3 separate regions of the Mus musculus genome follow, and regions 1 and 2 are each linked to region 3. A link is a contact called in public promoter capture Hi-C data. All regions are on one chromosome and are shown on one strand. Each heading gives the region's core, a stretch centred on a gene start, on an enhancer-like site or on the middle of the called end of the contact. The rest is flanking DNA. Distances are from core to core; before and after follow the strand shown. Region 1 holds the start of Lrrc49 (leucine rich repeat containing 49). Region 2 holds the start of Ints14 (integrator complex subunit 14). Region 3 holds the start of Cln6 (ceroid-lipofuscinosis, neuronal 6).

The links. Promoter capture Hi-C pulls out the DNA fragments that hold promoters and counts their contacts.
Region 1: a promoter capture Hi-C map of pre-B cells shows a contact between it and region 3, with 2.1 times the contacts expected there. The contact joins the promoter of Lrrc49 here to the promoter of Cln6 in region 3. A contact is called at or near these places in 1 of 39 promoter capture datasets (pre-B cells) and 1 of 115 datasets of contacts at active chromatin or transcription factors (astrocytes).
Region 2: a contact with region 3 is called in a promoter capture Hi-C map of liver, with 2.6 times the contacts expected there. The contact joins the promoter of Ints14 here to the promoter of Cln6 in region 3. A contact is called at or near these places in 2 of 39 promoter capture datasets (liver and pre-B cells).

What each region holds. Positions count from the first base shown.
Region 1 is chr9:60,686,486-60,690,054 of GRCm38.p6, forward strand. Lrrc49 (leucine rich repeat containing 49) reads right to left here and starts at 1,649. Exons shown (of 17, transcript NM_145616.4): 1 at 1,327-1,649; 2 at 654-710. The coding sequence starts at 1,374.
Region 2 is chr9:64,958,362-64,962,272 of GRCm38.p6, forward strand. Ints14 (integrator complex subunit 14) reads left to right here and starts at 2,471. Exons shown (of 13, transcript NM_001077631.2): 1 at 2,471-2,577; 2 at 3,333-3,637.
Region 3 is chr9:62,837,111-62,840,960 of GRCm38.p6, forward strand. Cln6 (ceroid-lipofuscinosis, neuronal 6) reads left to right here and starts at 1,675. Exons shown (of 7, transcript NM_001033175.3): 1 at 1,675-1,844. The coding sequence starts at 1,771.

The DNA.
Region 1 (3,569 bases), core at 399-2,898, 2.2 Mb before region 3:
TTCAGTGGTTAGGACCACTGCTGCTCTTCCATGGGACCTGAGTTGGGTTCCTAGTACCCATGACAGGTGTCACAACTGCCTGTAACACCACCTCCAGAGCATCTGACAACTTCCTCTGGCCTCCAGAGAGACACAGAGACGGATGCACAGACACACACACACACACACACACACACACACACACAAAATAAGAATCTAACACTCAATACGTTATTAAAACACTAACATTTCCTCTGCTAAGCTAGTTTTTCTTCTGATTTAAAATGAATCACAAAGTGAAATCCTCCTAAAATGTCCCATTTTATCCTTCCAGAGATGCTACCATTAGAATGATACCATCATTTTACCTATGTCTAAGGAAGAAAGCATTTCTTAATTAAATTATGCCATACAACCACTTTTAAGAAATACCTTCACCAGAAATGTTTAAATGTAAGGGGAGGGGCTCTTGTAATGGAATGACCTAAATTGATACAAGAGGGATGATTTGGCTTTATGAAAGTAGACAGAAAATAAAGTCAGCTTTACATTGAAAACCAAAATAAGAGACCCTCAGCCCCGAGGTCAGAATCTATATATAAAATATACAAGTATTTGTGTACAATATCTGACCATTTATTTTCAACTTAAATACAAATCTGCTTAAATCTTACTTTGTTTTTGTCAGAAAGTGACGACGTTTGAATAACCAGATGAAGTCCACAGTTCACCTGAAATGTAAAAGTTAAATTATAAAATGATTTCTTAATGCATACACACCATAGTATAAACACATTATAAGAAATGGAACACAGTCAAATATTCCATCTTTCTTTGCCTTTTCTGGTAAATGAGCATTTTCTGAAGTCTAGGAATCAAGTAAAATCAAGTCAAATGCTTTCATTAATTTATTTTTCAAAATGTCGGAGGCACGGATTTCACCCACCTTGTACCTCAGGCTTTGGAGCCCCGACATTTCTGTTGCCAGTCAGGATGTCAGTGCTTGAATAAAGGAGGTGGGAGTGTCTAAGAACAGGTTCCTTTCTCAATAGAAAAAAAGGAAGAAGTGGGTGGGGGATAACTAAAGGAATCCCAGTGTTTGCCTAGCAAACCAGCTCCACCTTCTGGGGAGCTCGGGCCCTGGGCAAGATTTTAAACACCCATCATACAATATTCAAAAACTCTCAGAGTGCTTTGGACTAGCCCAGGAAACCCTAGCCTCAATGAGACAATAGCTTCAGTCGCCCCGATCCCAGTAATACAGCCCATCACCTAGGACAAAGACGCCAGTCAGAGAGGACAAGACTACTATCGGAAAGGAAGAAAAATCAGGAAGGCCCAACTCACGTTATTTGCAGCTCGGCCAGAAACGGAGCGATATTTTCCGGGAATCATGGCAGGAGACAGTCCAGGATGTTCAATCCTCCTTCGAGGTAATCCTACAGCTAAGATTCAAAGAGACCAAAAGGGGTCATCTCCCAGGCAACCCGCTCAGGGGTTACCATAGAAACCACCATTTCCGGTCTGGTCCTCGCCCTAGATCTTTGGGCCGTCCGGGCGGCTAGCCTCGGGGAGTATCTGTGGGGCCCCGTGCGTCAGCACTTCCTCGTTCTGGATTTTTTTTTTTTTTCCAGGCCGCTTGAAAACAGCGGGAGGATCCGGAGGAGGATAAGACGAGGAAGAGGGAGGACACATCGGTGGCTATGGCAACCATGACTTCCGGTCCTTTCCTCTTTAGGACCCGCCTCAACACTGCCCGCGGGAAGTTTGATTCCCTCTGCCTGCTGCTGCCTGTTTTCCTGGCAAGATCGCAGGGAAGAGCTGGAGGAAGGTGCTCATAACCTTCCCATTTAATTTGGCCCTTCCACTAAGCCGAGACAAGGAAGGATACAATCCGACCTGGAGATAGTGAAGGGAAGCCAGCTTTCCTGAGGCCCCTGCGGGCAGAGGAACGGAGTGCGCCAGACAATCGATCTGTCCAAAAAAAAAAAAAAAAAAAGACTAAAGCTGTGAAGCTACTACTGAAGACAAGTCTTGCTAATAACCCCTTCCCTTCCCTAAGCTTCTTTTGACTGATACTGGCTGCCTTCAAGTTCATGTTCCTGGCGAGCTAAACAAACTTCCAGTCATCTCCTCACTGCATACCTTTCTGCCCCCACCCCACCCCCAAATACTGATTACATATTCCTTGCATCGAATTATCACTACTTGCTCTCTTAAAAACTTCCAAGCCCTCTTTGGGACAATCCAGCTTCCACCCTATGACCATTATGTGGATTAAACAGTGGCTCTATGACAGTGCAGAAGGAATGTTTAGTTCTAAATCTGAGAAAAGGTTGCCAAGAAGTTAAGTGGTCTGTAACTGACATTTTGACTTTGAATTGTGAGACTTGTATAGAATGACAGGGCTGAAGGCAACCTTATTTCTCAACTAGTCCAAACCTATCCATTTTATGTGAGGAGACACATCCAAAAATTAACTTCTTCAATGGCCTGGAATTCTTATTATACCTCCAGTCACCAGAACAATATTCTTTCTGTAATACTAACCTGCTTCCCACATCTGGGTGGATGCCTAAGACCCTTCCTTTAGTGATATTCTATCATCATTTGGAATGTAAACATATAATTTTTGGATCAAAATTATGAACACAACTTACACATCCTTGCATGATTTTTCTCCTTTCCCTACCATCCTATTAATACCACTGTCCTGAAGAGTTCATAGACATAATGCTGATCTTTTGGTTCCTCAGCATTCCTCTCTTTTGAGACTGCTCACCTGTTCCCGGCAGTAACCATAGTTATTCCTTTTCCCATTTTCTGGCACCATCAATAAAGTTCTGTCCCTTTTTTAAAGCAATAAGCTCAAATATAGTTTCTCCTGATCCCTGACTTACATATTATGTTTTTTAAAATATTTATCTTTATGTGTGGGGGTGGGGTGTGGAGGTTAGCTAAGGTATGAAATCATGGTGGTTACAAGAATAAACTTGGTGGCCAACTCATGGGTTTCAGTTATGGTTCTGCCAATAATTAAGCATGCTTCCTATGCCCAGGTTCCTCATCTGTAATAGAAAGATGTTATCGCATCTCAGCCAAAGCCTTTCCAGAGCTGTAGAGAGTTAGTTACTTGGAGTAATGTCTGAGGCACAATACTTACCATATTAATTAAGCATTGATTGTCATCACAGTCAACCCTTGGCCCATGTATTTTGCTTCTGAAGCCTGTGTTCAGCCTGTCCTCTCTTCACTAACTCATTTTCAGGCAATGTCTTGAATGCTAAAAACAGGGAAGCTCGCAGGGACACAGATGTGGTGCTGAGCTGAAGCTTGGGGGAAGAACTGGGCAGCCAAGTCAGCAGTGTGGAGCTGCATGAGAATGCGGGCGTTAGTTCATGCTTGTTGCAGCTGAAGCAATTATCTATCTGATACAATCTTTGATGCAGTGCTCTCAGCAGGCCAACTGTGACAGCTGATCTGTCTGTCCGTTTGACTAGATCTATAACCAACTTAAATGGTCGTCATCAGGAACTCCTTTGAGAAAAGTCCTCCATCAGATCATTTGAAGCAGTAAGAGCCCACCCTCA
Region 2 (3,911 bases), core at 1,221-3,720, 2.1 Mb after region 3:
TCTACTTCGGTGGAAACAGTGTGATGAAGAACTGGTAGGGCAGAAGGGGAGAGGGTGGAACTTGGGCAAGAATTAAGGGTTGTTCAGGAGGCTGGTGAGATGGCTCAGTGGGTAAGAGCATCCGACTGCTCTTCCAAAGGTCCAGAGTTCAAATCCCAACAACCACATGGTGGCTCACAACCATCCGTAATAAGATCTGACTCCCTCTTCTGGTGTGTCTGAAGACAGCTACAGTGTATTTACATATAATAAATAAATAAATAAAAAACAAGAAAACAAGAACCTCTTTTAAAAAAAAAAAGAGTTGGTCAGGGCCAGGCTAGATGCAGCGGGAAGGATGATGAGGGCTAAGGGCCAGCACTGGTGTGTAAGAGCGGGGGAAGAGTGGAAAAGGGAAATGAGCCCATGGCTCCCCCTCTCTTCCTTTCTTTGCACTTTTTCTGTCTTCACTACTTACCCTTCCTGTCTGTAGATGAAACATCTCATCTTGGGGACTTATTCAAAAAGCCATAAAATTCCAGTTCAGCTCACGAGGCACAGGAAAGAAACTACATTTTCAACAAGTGCCTCCCAAAAACTGGGTATCTAGAACTCCCTGTGAACCCCTGAGAGGGGCTCACATTTGTCACTAACCTCCATTTTACAAGCACACTATGGCCAAACCACTCCACCTTTTCAAAGCCTGTGTCACAGCAGTTCACTATTTTAAGTCAGGAAATAAGAGGTGAGATATTACAAAGCGATGTTATTTATTGGTTTCCTTTAAAGTACGTGTGGGAACATGTGGACACGGGATCCTTTGGATGGGAAAGTTAAGGCTTGAAAGCCATCTCCTTTGAATTACTCTGTCTCTTGTCATTGATGTTCTGACTTTATCGTCATTGAACAAACTTCTGATTTGGAGCCAATCATGAGGTCCCCTCTCGATGGTTCTGTCTTTTATCATCAGTTTTAACAAAATGACTTGCTGGGCGTGGTGGCACACGCCTTTAATCCCAGCACTCGGGAGGGAGAGGCAGGCAAATTTCTGAGTTCGAGGCCAGCCTGGTCTACAAAGTGAGTTCCAGGACAGCCAGGACTACACAGAGAAATCCTGTCTCAAAAAACCAAACCAAAAAAGAAAAAAAAAAAAAAAAAGACTTATTCCTTTCTACGTCACCGAAAAGCCAGCTGTTCAGCAGAACGAGGACGACGACAACAAATCTGAACACCTATCAGATCATTAAAAATGAGCAAACTAATTAACTTAAGTTTAGTCTTTAAGGTCATAAACCAGACCATGTATCTAAGCTGGCCTAGAACAGCAATCCATGGCTGAATCATCACCACAATAGAGCAACTAGACAGATAACTCCTCTGTCTGCATAGTCTTGGCCAGATCTCTCCCATTACGGCTAAGTAATCAGGCTATATATTCTTACTTACCTAGAGCCCCATAACTGTTCAAACATAGCAAGGTCTTTTGAAATATTGAAACTAGCCTGGTTGGAGAAAGATGTCCTGCAGCAAACAAAAGCTAAGTCTACAGGCCATGCGGCCTTGATATTGGTTCCCCAGAGTCTAGTGTTGGCTTTCTCTGCCACCTCTAATAGAAAGAGGAAACATTAAAGAACAACAAACACTTTCCCACGGAGCAAGTTGTGGTAAGTCAGTTCTAAGAGTTTCCCTTCCTTATCCCGCTTGCAACCCATAAGCTTAAAGAAAGCCATATGCCTAAGACTTTACAGGGAGCTCTGTGTTCTCACTTGTAATTGCTGTTGTGAAGTATTGGTCTTTGAACCATAACTACCCAGCGTTCTGTTAGCATCCGTTGAGGCCTACTACTAACTGACATTCTCCAGGCCCCTACAGCCCACAGGGTTAGCAAGTCACCTTTTGCCCACCTCACCCTCTCATCCCCGCCCAGGAACTCCCTGAGGCATATGCTATGCTAGGGACACCTGGTGGAGAGAAGCAGGCAGGGACCCTCAAAGCCTTACATGGAATCCTAAAAGCAAAACCTTCAGCACATCTCAGGCACAAAAGCAATAACTGAGTCACGCTTCTGCCGGTCTCAAAGTCAGGGTAGGGAAATAACGTGGTACTAAGATCTCAATGCAACTTAGACTCAGGGCAGCCAGGTGCTTACAGTCTGAGCACTCAGCCGGGGATTACAGTTTTTTAAGAGTAGGAAGAGCATCCTACTGTTCTGTCGGTGTGACTGAGAATTCTGAAGAAGAAAAGCAATGACAGAAATGTTAGACACTGGCCAGGGGTCTACAGGTTAATAAAAAGGCAAAGCAGAGATAAATGGAGGGAGGCACCCAGAATGGGGTAAGACAAAGGGGGAAGGGCCAGAAACCCCCCGCAGGGCTCAGCCTGGGAGGAAATTGGGGCTCCGTGGGCAAGAGACAGAGGAGGAGCACCCCCTAGCGTCCCGGGAGAGCCACAACCCAGCGCCCGTGGGCTGGAAGCCCCGCCCAGCCCACGCTATTCGCTGCCTCCGGGTTCCCTTATGTCGCACGGCCCTTAAGTTCCGGCTATGGCGCGCGGACGGAAGGTTTAAGCGGACGGACAGAGGCTGGAGATGGGCTCCGGGTAAGTCAGGGAATGTGCCTGTTGAGGGCTGTGTTTCGATGGCGGTTGGGGTTACAGGGGAAGGAGTGGAAGGAACAACACAGGGCGGGCGGCGGACCTTCTCTGAGGCCCGCGTAGGGTGGCGGTCTCAGGGGCGCTGGCTCCAGGGCCTGCGACAGGCCTGCCCTCTGTGTGGCCCGGGTCTTGTAAGCAGCAGGATTCCGCGCTTGGGGCCGTGTTTCTTCCTCCCCTGAGAGTCTTCCGTCCCTGGACCCTGAGACTTCCGTCCCCTCTTTCCCCGAGAGTTCCATACAACAAATGTTTTGGGCTCGTTTTAAAGGTAAAGGTCTATTCTTCAGTTGCAGTCTTAAGTGAACTCTGCTGCACTTCAGGCTACCCATTCAGATATTAATCATCTGAGAATTTAGAGGAATTCGTAGGGCAAGCCAGAGCGACAGAAAAGCCGACGTGTATGCACTTAGAAACTGAAGTGGAGCTTTGAGAGATTCCTGAGCGTCAAATTGCTATGAATGGGCTAATGATCCCCTTCAGAGTAGAACTATAAATGTAATTGATGGCTTTTAGAGCAGTCATGTGGCGAGGATGTATCATCAGGAGTAGACTGTCCAGGAGAAAGAAAACCCTTGGTTATCTGAAACATTGTAAAATGGTACCAATTGGAAAGGCTGAGGGCGGTGTGGGGAAATTTGATCAGAGTCAGCCCAAGTGAGAAATACATCGTGTTATCTACTAATGAGAGATCTTTTATTTTTCAGTTTTGTGGCTAAGCCCAGACTGCTTGAGTGAAACAGCCTTCAGGGACGTTCCATTCTTTCGTTTATCCCAGTGCTTACAACCCAAAAACAAAATTGGATTGCCACAAGTCGGCCACGGCTGAGGAAGTGCACTCGGGCCCTGACACAAATGCATCAGTCAGGAGAAAGAGCCAGCTTCTCAGGTGTCTTCAGAGAAGGCCAGACTGACAGCTGCGGTCACCCATTGCAGTGCTAGCAGCAATTTCATGGACTGGAAGTGCTTGTTGGTACTTGATCCAGAAAACTGTTTCTCAATCTCTTAAGAGGTGAGGGCGTGATCATCAGCTTTAAAAACCATAAAGGCTTCCGTGCATAAATGTGACCCACAAGAGCTGGATAAACTGCACCTGAGCAGAAGTGCAGGACTCCCTGGTGGCTCTGCTTAAATAAGAAAGTGTATTTTTGTGTACAGAGTTAAAATTTACAATGTATTTTCCTAATGAATTAATGTATGTTGTATTAGGGGTAGTTCATTGGTTATGTTGAGATTTTGATGAGCACCTGCTGTGTGCCAGATGTAAACCTGAGTAGACATTAGGA
Region 3 (3,850 bases), core at 425-2,924:
CATACACATGTACAAGTGCATGAACGCATACATGCTCTCCAACAAAACCAGCCCAACAGAGCCAGATAGTCTGCAAGAGGCTCATGCATTTCTCAAAGCTATAGATGAAATAGCTCACCCTTTGTTACAGATGAGTAAACTGAGTCTGGGAGAGGCCGAGCAATTTATCTGACCTCTGTGACACTGGTCCCCAGACAGTGTGCCTTGCAGATACTTCTCATGTTTGGCTTCTGTTCTCTTTTCTCATTGGGACATTGTCTCCTTGGGTTCTGGATGCCATCTATGTTCCTGCGGCTCAATCTATCTGCCAGGCTCCTACCGACCGACATGGCGTCTGAGCTTCACACCCATGGGTCCAACAGCATCCTGACCCAACCAAAGCTTCGTGGGTCCAAAGATGACGTCTCATTTACCTGTGCTTGCTCCACCCACTTAGATGCAGCGCCTGGTCACATCTAAACTCCTCTCCCCTTACAGCCATGCATCCGAAGAAGATAGCTCCCACACCACTGGGCATGTCTCACCCCCAACCCCCCTTTACTGATACAGTCCAGGACCCTCATTAGAACTTGGTACCCGACAGGCTGCACCTCCTCCATCTCTGGTTCTGCCTCTGGGCTGTGCCTGAAATGCACACATATGCCAGTCTCTTGCCAGGGCCCTTCCTGAGGTTCTCAGGGATTGGGGGCTCCAATCTAAACCCCTCTCTCCCCCATCTCAGCCAGTCTCTCACTCCCCTGAGCAGCGTGGTTCTCACACAACTTTCCACTCCTCCATACCAGCTAGTCTCTGGACAGGGTGTGGGAGGAGGAGGGGTGGGTGTGTGGGGAATTCTGGCCGTTCCCTCTGCCTGGAGCTCTTTCCTGTCTCCAGTTCATACTTCTCTGTCAGCTATCCTTCCTGTGATGCCTGTTTGGCCTTACTGCCTCTATGGCTACACAACCCTCAGAACTTCCTCCACCATTACCAGAAGCTACGAACAGAAGCGCTTCTGAACAGGGCTCATAGGTTCCTGCACAGAACTTACGAGGTTCTTAACACAATTGAATGAGGAAGGGGTGTGTGTCTTTCCCCAACGCCAGGACTGGATTCTGGACCACCTCGTTGTCCTCCAACTAGGAGAGAATTCACTATTCTCTTCACCTATCAAAGCACAGTGGATAGTTTATCGAGCAGTCTTTAATCTGAGGAAGGAGGGCTCAAAGACCCCGGGTCTTCTGATGACCTCACAGCTTGGTCATTCCAGGTCCCCGGTTCACCTTCGTCCAGTACCCTCAAGCCCGGCTAGGCAAGGCTTCCTTCCTGCAGAAATGCAGAGAACCCAGGAAAAAAACAAAAGCAAGCAAACAAACAAACAAACAAGACGCCAGGCTTCCCCACTGGAGTGCAGATTCAACTAAGACCCAAGACCTCTGGGACATAAGTTAGGCCCCTCCTTCTCAAACAAAACACGCCCTCCAGCTGTCTCCCTCCACCTCCGCTCTCTCATTCCTCCTCCCTCCTCCCCACACTCCATCCTCCTCTCCGGTCTTGCCCCAAGCCCCTCCCTATCCTCCTCCCTTCACCAGTTCTCCCCCTGCTCTTTCCTCCAGCTTCTCTCCTCCCTCCTCCCCTCCAGCCTCCAGCTCCTCCCCTCCCCTCCCGCCCGCCCTGGGGCCCCGCGCTCGCTTCCCTCTCTCCCGCCCAGCCTTCCCCGCGTTGGGCGCCGAGGCTCCGCGCGGCCCGCGCAGCCGTCTCTCCTCCCGGAAGGCGAGGCCGAGCGTGGCGGCCATGGAGGCGGCGACGCGGAGGCGGCAGCTCCTCGGAGCGGCGGGCGGCCCCGGTGTCGCGTTCGTGCAGGCCAGGTGCGCGCGGAGCGGGGACAGGGAGGCCGCGAGGGGCCCCAGAGTTTGAGAGACCTCGCCAGGGTTAAGGAAACCGCAGGGATAGGCTACTCGGGGGCCACCCCGGCCAGCCTGGCTGAGTCCCTGTGCCACTTCCAAGTTTTTAGGAACCTCCTGCTCTGGGCAAGACTGTGACTCTGCTCTGAATCCGGTGGCTCAGGGCCCAGGGAAAGTGGGCCGTTAACCGGGGACAGCGTGACTCTCCCATCCTGAATGAGAGACCCCTTCCCTCAGAGGGGAGATGTTTGGGGTTTATCTGGCTCGACAGGGCAGAGCCAGAGGCGCAAAACCCGCCCTTTCATCTTTTCCTCCAGTCTGCCTCCATCCGCTCCACTGACCAAAGCATTCCCGCCTGTCACATGTATTGATTAAACACCTGTCATGTGCCTAGCGTTGTGCCAGATGGCAAACAGGAAAGTCTGAGCCAAAGCAGGTGACAGCTAATTCTGGAGGGCTTTCTGGAGTTGAACAGTACAAGACTCTGCAGAGGACAGACACTTACTGCCGGGCATGGTGGCAATGCTTTTAACCCCATCACTCAGGAGGCAGAGGCAGGTTTCTAGGGGGATGTAATCCAGTTGGTAGTGACTGCATAGCATGCAGGAAGTCGTGGTTCTTCCCAGGCCACAGAAACTGGACATGGTAGACAGTGGAAGGATGTGAGGAAACACAAGGACTATACATACTAGTGTTGGACATGTCACACGTGTAAGAGAAAATCAACGACAGGGGCTGGACCAACTTTAAAGTGCCCTGAATGTCCCAGAGTTGGCCGAGAAGGCCCTAGAGTCTGAAGTTGGAGGAGGCACCTACTCTGGGTGGGGAGGCTGTTCACTTTGAGCAGGAAAGACCCCTTACCTTCCTCACCTGAGTGACCTGGTAAAAATGTATATTCCATATGCCACAGGTACCAAAGAGCCGTGGAGAGATTTGAGCACTCATGTGCACCAGGTGAATTTTAGGAAGTCCCTGGCACTGTTTGGAATGGTGGGGGAAGTTCTGGGAGACTGGGTTGAGGGCAGCCTTTTCATAGTTCCGACTGGGGAGCAATTCTCTGAGCATGTGCTGTGCTGCCTCTGGTAACATTTCTACCTGGTGGTCATCCTATGAGCTCTCCGTGGCGTAGTCACAGGGTAGCCATCTTAGTTTGTATATACACGTCATCAGGGCAGATTTGCCCTTAGGCACATTATTGAGCAGCTTCTTGTCACTTGAGGGTCCCTATACTCTAAGTATTAGGTCATCATCTCTGACTGATAAGGAAGTGGTCCAGTGTGCAGTAAGGAGGTGCCTGACCAGACTGAGGCTCAGGCTGTAAAACGCCCAAAAACCTTCTACAAGTTCAGCAGACATTCCACAAGCTGCCCCCGGCACTAAGGGGATCAAAACCATCTTCCATATTTGTGGCTGTCACGGTTGTTCTACCTGTTATCTGTCCATCGACGCTACAGTGTTTACATTATTTAAGCTGTCTTTGCTTTTTGTGTTTAGACAGGGACTCTATTACATAGTCCTGGCTGTCCTGGAACTCCATCTGTAGAACCAGGCTGGCCTCAAACTTGGAGATCCACCTGCCTCTGCCTCCTGAGTGCTATAAGGTGAGTGCCACCACAGCCGTCTCTGGGACCTTTTCTTTTTTTCCTCATTGTTTGTCTGCACGTCTTCATTTTTGTTGAAATGTCCGGAGCCCTTCTCTCTACTCCCCGTACACAACTCTCTAGACAAGCCCTTTGCCTTTCTGCCCCCCAGGCTTGCAGATGCTGCTGCCTGGTCCTGGCTTCCCAGCTGTCGAGGTGTCAGTGCCCCCCGCCCCGTGGTAGACTTGGGAAGCTGAGGAGGGGAGCAGGAGCAAAGGCTGGGCTTGCCTCAGGTTACCTGGACTGGCATTGGCTTTCGCCAAGCCGATATCCTCCTCCATTCAGTCTGTCGCTCCTGATGGGGGCCTAGAACCAACGTGGCCTGGGGGG